Linked DNA regions of Mus musculus: region 1 is linked to region 2. The links are chromatin contacts, called in public promoter capture Hi-C maps. All regions are on one chromosome and are shown on one strand. The core of a region is the stretch at or near the end of the contact, and the rest is flanking DNA. Distances in the headings are between cores, read along the strand shown. Region 1 holds the start of Cyp39a1 (cytochrome P450, family 39, subfamily a, polypeptide 1). Region 2 overlaps Tnfrsf21 (tumor necrosis factor receptor superfamily, member 21).

Region 1 (4,429 bases), core at 1,506-4,005, 640 kb before region 2:
ACACACACACACACACACTGTGTCACATAACATAATGGTAGACTCTCATTGTTTCGTTTGACCCAGAAAACTACAGAACACTCACACATATTTGATCTGAGATAGCCTTTTCAAACATTCCTTACAAATTACTAAACTTCTATGCCCATGGAAGGCTGTGGGAAACAAAGAAATACTTTTAGGAAAGATCCTTCTTCATCTTTCATGCACTAGACTAGTAAACATTTCACATAATTATGGTATCCAGTATGGTACAGAATTTAATATAAGCACATTTTACGTCTAAATAAAGATTAAAAGTATATATTACATCTTTTTCAAAGCAGTAAAATAATAACACAATGCAATCATTAAAAAAATAAATTGTGTATTTCCCCACAAGCAAGTCTATCTTTGGAGTTTATCCTGAGGAAACAGTCAAATTGTTGGGGTCCAGGAGTCACCCCACAAACCCCATGAATACTGATCTCAGTTAAACAGAAATGGTTTCTTGATCACACACCATGACTGATCAACCAGAGCAACAAAGCTCAGGCTCGAGAGCTGAATGCTTCACTCTGGACATTTCTCAGGGCCTAAAGGCTAAAACCAGAAAAACACAAGGAGCTCATGCTCAGGTCCTGGAAAGCTGCCCAGAGTTCGGCCCTGACTCCAGCCATTTTAAACATCACAGTTCATATTGACCTTTAATTTCATAGGTCCTAAGTGAAGCTTATAGTGGTGGAATTTGTTAGGCTTAACAAATCTCATGCAGTACTTAACAGGGTATGTTTTCATCATGACCCTATTCTTAGTCGAGTTATTTTTGTGCATCAGTGACTGACAGGCATATTACAGCACCCATATAAAGTAGCTGGCAGGCGTGGAACAAGATGGCTACAGCTATGCACGCCTCAACACAGATAAGTTTTAAATGTTCAACTGCATGCACATAAGAATATCCATTGAGGGAATGGTTGAAACAACGAAAAGCAGTTAGCAGCAACCCATATCACCCAACTACTGGAATTTAAATAAAATATCTTATCCTTATTTGATGAAATACAGCCATCAAAGACTAGAATATGGCTCAGTGGACAAAGTGCTTGCTGTGCCAACATGAGGATCAGAGTTCAAATCCCCAGACCCCAGGCAAAACCCAGACATAAAAGCTCGCATCCCTAATTCTCCAGAAGCCAGGGAGACAGAGACAGGCAGTTCCCAGAGGCTTGTTAAACAGCCAGTCTTAGCTGACTGGATGAGCTCCAGATGCAGTTTGAGGACCTGTCCCAACAAAATGTAGTGGAAAAACAAACTAGGAAGACACCCTGGTGCAAACCTTTGAACTCCATGTAGTCCTTCATGCATGGATTAGAACACCAACACATGAGTGTACACACACAGAAGTGGGGGAGGGCTAGAAGAAATACTAAATGATAAGAAAATATTATTCATATATTGTGTTTACATGGAATATGGGCATGTGTGTATCACAGCGCCCATGTGGGGGTCTGAGAACAATCTGAGAGAGCTGATTCTCTCCTTCCACCATGTGGGTTCTAAGGTTCAGTCTCAAGATGCCAGGCTTGGCAGCAGACACCTTTACCCACCGAGCCCTCTTGCTGGCCCTCCACCTCAGTTTTTGAGACAAAGCCTCTCTCACTGAACCTGGAGGGGTTGAGGTATGGACTCAGGTTTTTGTGGTTGCTGCAGAAAGCACTTCATCCACCATGCTGGCTTCCCAACCAAAACCACAGTAAGATCTTGGCCGCCAAAATATGAATAGAAATTAAAAGGCCAGCCAGTAAAAGTGCCTTCTCTAAACTGTTCAACATTCAGTAGCTGCTTTATGGGAAAAAAAAAAAAAAAAAAAACCCTTACAGTGGAATCCATTACTTATTTCCTCAGGGCAGGGAATAAGGGAGGGAGGAACTCACCAATAAAATAGTATCTGGTGGTAGGGATGGGGAGAGAAAGAAAGAATATTGGGGAGCTTTTAATCTGTAAAGATCAATTTAGCAAATCAAGTTTTATAAAATCGTAGAGTTACCTCTACTTGTGATACAAATTTATTACTCGTTTTCACAAACTGAAATCATGGAAACTCTTCTGTCGCCGCCCCCAAACTACAAGCTTACATCTGCAATGTTAATAAACACCCACTTAGAATTAACTGCAGGGAATTACTAACAGTCAAAAGACCTGACTATTTCCAACAAGGTATGTAGAGAAACAGAGTAGACGAATTGCCGGAAGTATGTGTATGCCCAATGTTCCAACACTGAGTTTAATAAAAGAAAAATTAGAAAAGGAAATACTACCTCCCTCCAAACTCCCTGTCACTGCTACATACCTTGATTCTTGCTTTTTCTATAAATTCAAGAGGGGCTTTCCCAAACTCAAGTCCAGCTCCAATCCAGGGAATCCAGCCTTGGATGCACGGGGGTCCAAGCAAATTCTTCAACCGAGAGAATAAGAAAAGAACACAGCTTCCCAGAACGGCGATTGCTATTGGTGAGAATAACTCCATAATGCCCATCTTCCAGAATCAACAGACGTTTGAAAACGTCCTTCTCCAGGGGAATCTCCTAGTCCCCCGCCGACTGAGGAAAATGCGCCCAGTTTTGCAAACTCTGAGCCGAGAAACTTTTTAAACAAATTCTCTTGCGTAACTGTGGTTCCTTTGCCCCGCCCCAGTTTTTGTGTGATTTTTGCATTGTGGCTATCTTCCACCTTCCCACGGCTTTCAAATTATGAGAAAAAAAAAAAAAAAAAAAAAAAAAAAAAAAGCTTTGATTTGAACTGGGCTGGGCTGGGCTGGGACGGAGGAGGCGGGAACACATCCTGAGGCGGCGGAGCTCGAGTAAACTAGCTGTTTGCAGCGGGCGCCTAGCTACCAGCCAATCAGAGAAGTCGCTGAGCCCCCAAGAACTACATTTCCCAGAAGCCTCTTGGGTGCGGCTTTGTTTTTCAGCACCTGAGGCCGCCGGACCGGTCCAGCTACCAGGCGGGCGGCGCCTTTGCAGAGCGTAATAAAGGCACATGGTCCTGACCTGACCTCTCTCGGGCTGAAAAGGGGCGGCGCCGGCAGGGTGGCAGGTTCCCAGGCGACCAGCGGTGCCCAGTGGTCCTGACTTGCTGCTGAATGCCTATCGCCGAGGAGGAGAAGCTGCTGCCGCTCACGCAGAGATGGCCCCGGACGAGCAAGTTCCTACTGTCCGGCTGCGCCGCAACCGTGGCCGAGCTAGGTACCGGCCGCCCCCGCCTCGGCCTCCCCAGCGAGTGGCTGCGGCATCGTGCTGGGGGAGGGATGGGCGGGCAGCCTCACTCCTGGCTGGAGTGCATCTTCAGAGGTTGGACCCTCGCAAGGATGTGGTCAGGTGCCCAGTAGGCCAGCTTCGGGAGGAGCGTGGATTGGAGGTGTCCAGGGTCCTTGTCTTCCCATCCCCAGGGATGTTGTCTTATGCCTGAGTGAGTACTCTTGGGCTCTTCATGAGCCCTATACCTCTCTAGGAAACATTTCCCCTTTCGTAAGGATGACCTTTATAGAACCATAATCCATTTGTTCACAGTTTTTTGGTTTGGTTTTGGTTTGTTTTTTTCTTTTTCATCCTCCCTGGGATCGTTTTTTGTGGTTTATAGTCTTATGCTGCCTCGGGAGTCTTTAAGATTTGAGTTGGGGGAAGGGGGACAGTGAGTCCTACCTTGAGGGACTCCAATTGTTAACCATCCCTCTGGAACATTTGCTTAATGCCAGTCAGCCACATCACTTCTCTGAGCCTATACCCGTTAAGGGGAATTCTGAGAAGTAATTTTTATATGTGGTAAATGCAAGGTAGGGGCAGCATTATTCCAGTTGATGCAGTAGTGGGTCCTGGATATACAATTGCAAAAAACCCCAGTGTGGCCTTCTTCCAGGCTCAGTGGGGTGGCGGGTGGGGGGTGGCACATGCAGAGAAAGACATTTATTTACAGCTGCTGCCTGTTGCAGAGAAGCTATTTCTGTGTGTTCCAAGAACATTATAGGAACAAAACAAAACAAGACAGATCCATCTGCCTAAGTGAGTTCAAAGAAACAAACAACAACAACAAATAAATAAATAAGTAAATAAACAGACCACCTAAAGTGGATTACGGCACTATGGCATGAGCAAAGGGTGGGGGTGTTGTTGTGGTTGTTGTTGTTTTTCAGGAAGGGGGCAGGGAGGTTTTGAGTACAACCTGTGGTCTCTGTGAAGCTATTTGAGATTACCCTTACATTTTTTTGTCCATTAAAAAAAGAAAGAAAGAAAAAGGAAAATGTCTCTGGTGCATTAGTTATTTGAAAATGTTATCCAACCGTCTCTAGCGGAGCTTTATTTATTTTTATGCCTAGCATAGCCAGCACACTACCTATTGCTTTGCCCTTTAGACTCTTCCTTTCTTGCCTTTGGCCCATCTATTTGTCTTC
Region 2 (4,595 bases), core at 1,438-3,937:
CTTAATGCTTATAAGCAGCTCAAGGCCAGGGACTACTGTACAGACTATACTTCCTCACTTGCTCAACTACCTAATGAACACTAGGAAAATAATAAGCAAACCATCCTTCAAGCCAGGGGCCAGCAAAGGAATGCCAACATACCAGCTCGTCTTATAAACAAGCTTCCTAGAGTCCAGACACTGATGTAGCTAGCACTCGTGGCTGCTTTCAGGCTACTGTGGGAAAGCGACAAAGCTATGACAGAGACCATTCTGCCCAGAAACCTCAGTTAGCTTACTGTTATCACTTGGCCCTTTATAGGTGAAATCTGCCAGCTCCCAGCATGGGCATCTAAAGAAATACAAACATTGCAGAGACCAGCTGCTCATAGAAACTTCCTGGTCTCCCCCATAAGTTTCTTTATGAGCAGAGTGCTCGCTCTCTCTCTCTCTCTCTCTCTCTCTCTTTCTCTCTCTCTCTCTCTCTCTCTCCACCCACTCTAACTCACACGCTCAATCTGGTTCCTTCACACTCGGCTTCAAACTCTCACTTCCCCCTGACGTCTGAGAAAAAGCAAAATCATCCAGAGAGACAAGACTTCCTCCTGGGTGCTCTCCCTGCCTCCCATCCCCAATTGTAAAGCCCTCCTCGGTTTCTTCTTTTCCCTATATGGTTGTCATCGTTTTCTTACTTACACACTTATACTCTGTGTGTCTTCCCTGGAATCTATAATGCAGAACAGGGTTTCTCTGTGTAGCCCTGGCTGTCCTGGAACTCACTCTGTAGACCAGGCTGGCCTCGAACTCAGAGATCCACCTGCCTCTGCCTCCCAAGTCCTGGGATTAAAGGCGTGCGCCACCATGCCTGGCCAGCCTGTGCTCTTAACCTCTGAGCCTTCTCTCCAGCCCCCCATTACTCTCTCTTAACAGAACTATAATTGGCTTCTAAGAATTAGCTTCTTCGTGATACTCAAAATAAAAAGCTAATATACTAAAGAGTTCAAATATTCTTCTCTCATTTAAAAGAAAGAAAAAAAGAGAAGATTACACTTTGTGCTTAAGATTATAAGCAATATAAGAAGGTTAGATTCTCTCTGTGTTTAAACTGCGATTATTATGAAAATTCCATGTATCTAAGAATGTCACCTACAGGGCGGAGGGAGGGTATAGGGAACTTTAGGGATAGCATTTGAAATCTAAATAAAGAAAACATCTAATCAAAAAAAAAAAGGAATGTCAACTACAACAGTGGATAGATGCATCAAGTATCAGCATGCTGTCTCAAACTGTATTTGGTTAAAAACAACAACAACCAAAAACACTACAAGTGTTTATTGAATGATTAGAAGCTTAAACGAGAGAAGCAGAGATCAAGTGGAGAGCAGCACTTGGTGCAGGTGACTGACTGTGAAGGCTTCCAGAGTCTCACTGTGCATCCTGGTGGCCTATAGCACACCTATGATGTGTCACTTGCAGTTTACAGCACAGGTGGGCCTGACTGAAGACAAGAAGCACCCGGATGTGTGAATCCATGTCAGAATGTAGACATCTACTTATTGTTCAGCAATTCCACTTCCATTACCTCATCCTTCAGATAAACAAGAGATCCCTTGGTAGCTTAAAGGTTACAACAGATCTGTGCCATTGACGTTAGCGTGTGTGTGTGTGTGTGTGTGTGTGTGTGTGTGTGTGTGTGTGTGTGTGGTATATGCATGTGTGTGTACAGGTGCACATGCCCACGGGGAAGCCGGAGGAGGATGTAGAGTGTCCTACTCCATCGCTCTCCACTTCGTTGACTTGAGACAGGGCTCTCTCATCAAACCTGGAGCTTGCCATTTTAACAAGACTGGCAGCCAGCAAGCTCCAGCAAGCCTCCTTGTCTCCAGCCTCCATAATGCTGGGGTTACAGGTGCTCACAAGACCACATCCAGCCTTTTTACATGAGTGCTAAGGATTCAAACTCAAATCTCTTCACATTTGTAAGCCAGCATCTTACCCACTGAGCCATCGTCCCTGCACCAGGCAGACATTACTTTCATTTCCTCTCAAGTTCTAGTAACATTTCATTATAAAACGAGCAAACTTAAGACAGAGGTGGACCTGCTTTTCCTTAGTAAGAAGCAGGAAAATTGCTCTGGACTTTGATATAGAATTTTTCCATACACACACACACACACACACACATGTATGTGTGTGTGTATATACATATATGTGTGTGTGTGTGTGTGTGTGTGTGTGTGTGTGTGTGTGTGTAGTTACTGTAGAGATTGTAAGGTAATCAGGTTTGCCTATGAGGATGACTATGAAATATGATACCTGATGACAAAGACAGAGCTGCTCAGCCCTCAGAATTGTTGACCAGATAGCTGGGCCATCATTTTTAATTTGTAATATAAACACTGGATGGCTATAATTCCCCAGATCTGAAGTTGTGGGGCAGGTGGGATACATACAAACAAACGTTTCAAGGACAAAGGTTCCACAAATCACAGACAGGGTATTTCCAGTTATGTTATATAAACTTGGTTGGCTCTTTCATTTCTACTGCCTTCTCTGAAAAGAAGGAAAGAGGAAGGAAGAAAGGAAGGATGGAAGAGAGGGAGAGATGAAGGAAGAGGAGGATGGGAGGGATGAGAGGAATGGGAAGGAGGGAGAGCCGTCTCCTATTGCCAAAGCAAAGGAAGCAGGGACTGTTTTTCAAGCTGGTGACTATAGAGAATGCCAGAGCCAGAATGTGCTGACTGTAGGAACAGAAGGAGGCAAGCTCAGGGGACACTGGAGAGGAAAAAAACAGGGAAGATTTCACCTAGGAGCTGTTTTCTCTGGAACCCGCAATGCAGAAGAGAAAGTGCATACAGCAATCAGTCACTGGACCACAGCCCCGTCTCCCTCCAACACAGTAGTAATTTCTTTATTCTCTGCTTACTGAGAGATGCCAATAGGATGCCCAGTGAGTAATAAGTGAAATAGTATGTCATAGAAAACAGTAGATGATGGAAGGATGCAACTTCATGCTGACTGGGCATGTCTGGAAGAGCATACAACCCAGGCCAGTGCAGCAACTGAGGCTTCAAAGTATAAGGAAAAACCATTTAAGCCTAGAATGTACCACATACGCCCTGCTCGCCCAGGTATCTGCTGGCCGCGATCCTGTGATAATAAGGAATATAGATGTGGTCTCTTCCCATGGATCCTACAAAGTAGGGAAGCTCACAGCCAGCGTGATTAGGGTCTTCTGGGTGGTGATAAAATGACAGGGGACGGAGGCTCTGAGAGGGTGCCACCAAGATGGAGACCAGTGGTCAGAACACACAAGGTTTTTATATTCAGCTTGCTACTTTCAGTTCTACCTCAATCTCTGGGATGAGGAGAGGGGTTGAAGGTTAAGTTTAGTCACCAGTGTCTAATGACGTAGTAAATTGTGCCTATGAAATAGCATCTCCATAAAACTCTGAAAGGACAAGGTTCAGAGAGCTCACGGTGTCCAAGGCAGACAGACACAGTAGCTCCACAGCTCCACGGTGCTCCTTATATGGCTGCCCTAAGCATGCCTTCCTCTGCATGCTTTATCATGGGTCTCCTTTCTGTAGAAGAGAGCCATATTCAGAAAGTGTTTCCCTGAGATATGTGAGGCCATGCTTACAAGTTAACTGAACCCCCTGAGAGCCATAGGAACTCTGACTTACAGTCAGACAACAGAAAGCACAGGTTATAACCTGACTTTTACTCTTGATACCTGACGTCCGTTAGAGTCCGTCTTGTGGAATCTAGCCTTCCAACCGGTAGCTATCTTGAAGCAAATAGGGTCGGGTGTGAATTGAAGACACCCTGTGAGTGTCAGCTGGTGAATCTGGTTCCTAAGCTGAAGAAAATTACATTTTTTTTTTCTATCTTTCTAACCTGGGAAGGAGCCAACGTCCAAGCCTCTACCTCCTCGCTTGTAAAATGGACACAGCAATAACAACGGCCATTCTAAGTTGTTTTGATAATTAGCTACACAGAAGGAGTATGGAGAACATGTCTGACATGGTAATTGCTGGATGGAATACCAGTTTGGGAAATTATCACCCCACCAATTTATTATTTTACTAGACTTTAAGTTTATTACCTGTGAATAGACAATGTTTTAAAACATTTCAATTCTATTTTAAGTATAAATTTGAGAAATGTTTCCTTTTTTGTTTTGTTTTGTTGCTGTTTGTTTTGTTTTGTTTTTGTTGTTGCTGTTTGTTTTGTTTTTGTTGTTGTTTGTTTTGTTTTGTTTTGTTTTGTCATGCTACAATTAAGTCCAAGGTTGTCTGTGTGCTAGGCAGGTTACATTTCCAGCCTCCAAACTCTAGACTTTTTTGTTTAAAGGTGTAACCCAACTCCATCACAGTGGCATCCACTGTAGTCCCAGCACTTTGGGAACAAAGGCATGAGGAATATCCCAAGTTCAGGGCCAGCTTGAGGTATGCAGTGAGTTCAAAGCCAGCTTGGTGTACTTAGTGAGTTCAAGGCCAGATGGATATACATAGTGTATTCAAAGTGAGGCAGGGATCCACACCCAAACTGGCTCAGAACAAGCAAATAAGAAAAGAACTGCCATCTGGATGCATGCCTATGTACTAGTGGTA

Evidence for each region. Promoter capture Hi-C pulls out the DNA fragments that hold promoters and counts their contacts.
Region 1: a contact with region 2 is called in a promoter capture Hi-C map of hippocampal neurons, with 2.2 times the contacts expected there. The contact joins the promoter of Cyp39a1 here to the enhancer-like site in region 2. A contact is called at or near these places in 6 of 39 promoter capture datasets (the 3T3-L1 cell line, cranial neural crest, hippocampal neurons and 2 more), 2 of 115 datasets of contacts at active chromatin or transcription factors (astrocytes and embryonic stem cells) and 2 of 9 other capture datasets (adipose tissue and embryonic stem cells).

Annotation. Positions count from the first base shown.
Region 1 is chr17:43,665,698-43,670,126 of GRCm38.p6, reverse strand. Cyp39a1 (cytochrome P450, family 39, subfamily a, polypeptide 1) reads right to left here and starts at 2,755. Exons shown (of 12, transcript NM_018887.4): 1 at 2,333-2,755. The coding sequence starts at 2,518. Slc25a27 (solute carrier family 25, member 27) reads left to right here and starts at 2,913. Exons shown (of 9, transcript NM_001357122.1): 1 at 2,913-3,227. The coding sequence starts at 3,125.
Region 2 is chr17:43,028,608-43,033,202 of GRCm38.p6, reverse strand. All of the region lies in intron 1 of Tnfrsf21 (tumor necrosis factor receptor superfamily, member 21), which reads right to left. Among named protein-coding and RNA genes, the nearest start is that of Tnfrsf21, 14 kb to the right of the region's middle. Within about 2 kb of position 2,687, at least 22 of the 459 cell types and tissues checked have an H3K27ac peak or open chromatin away from gene starts, as enhancers often do. A contact at or near this core is called in hippocampal neurons, where this site is marked.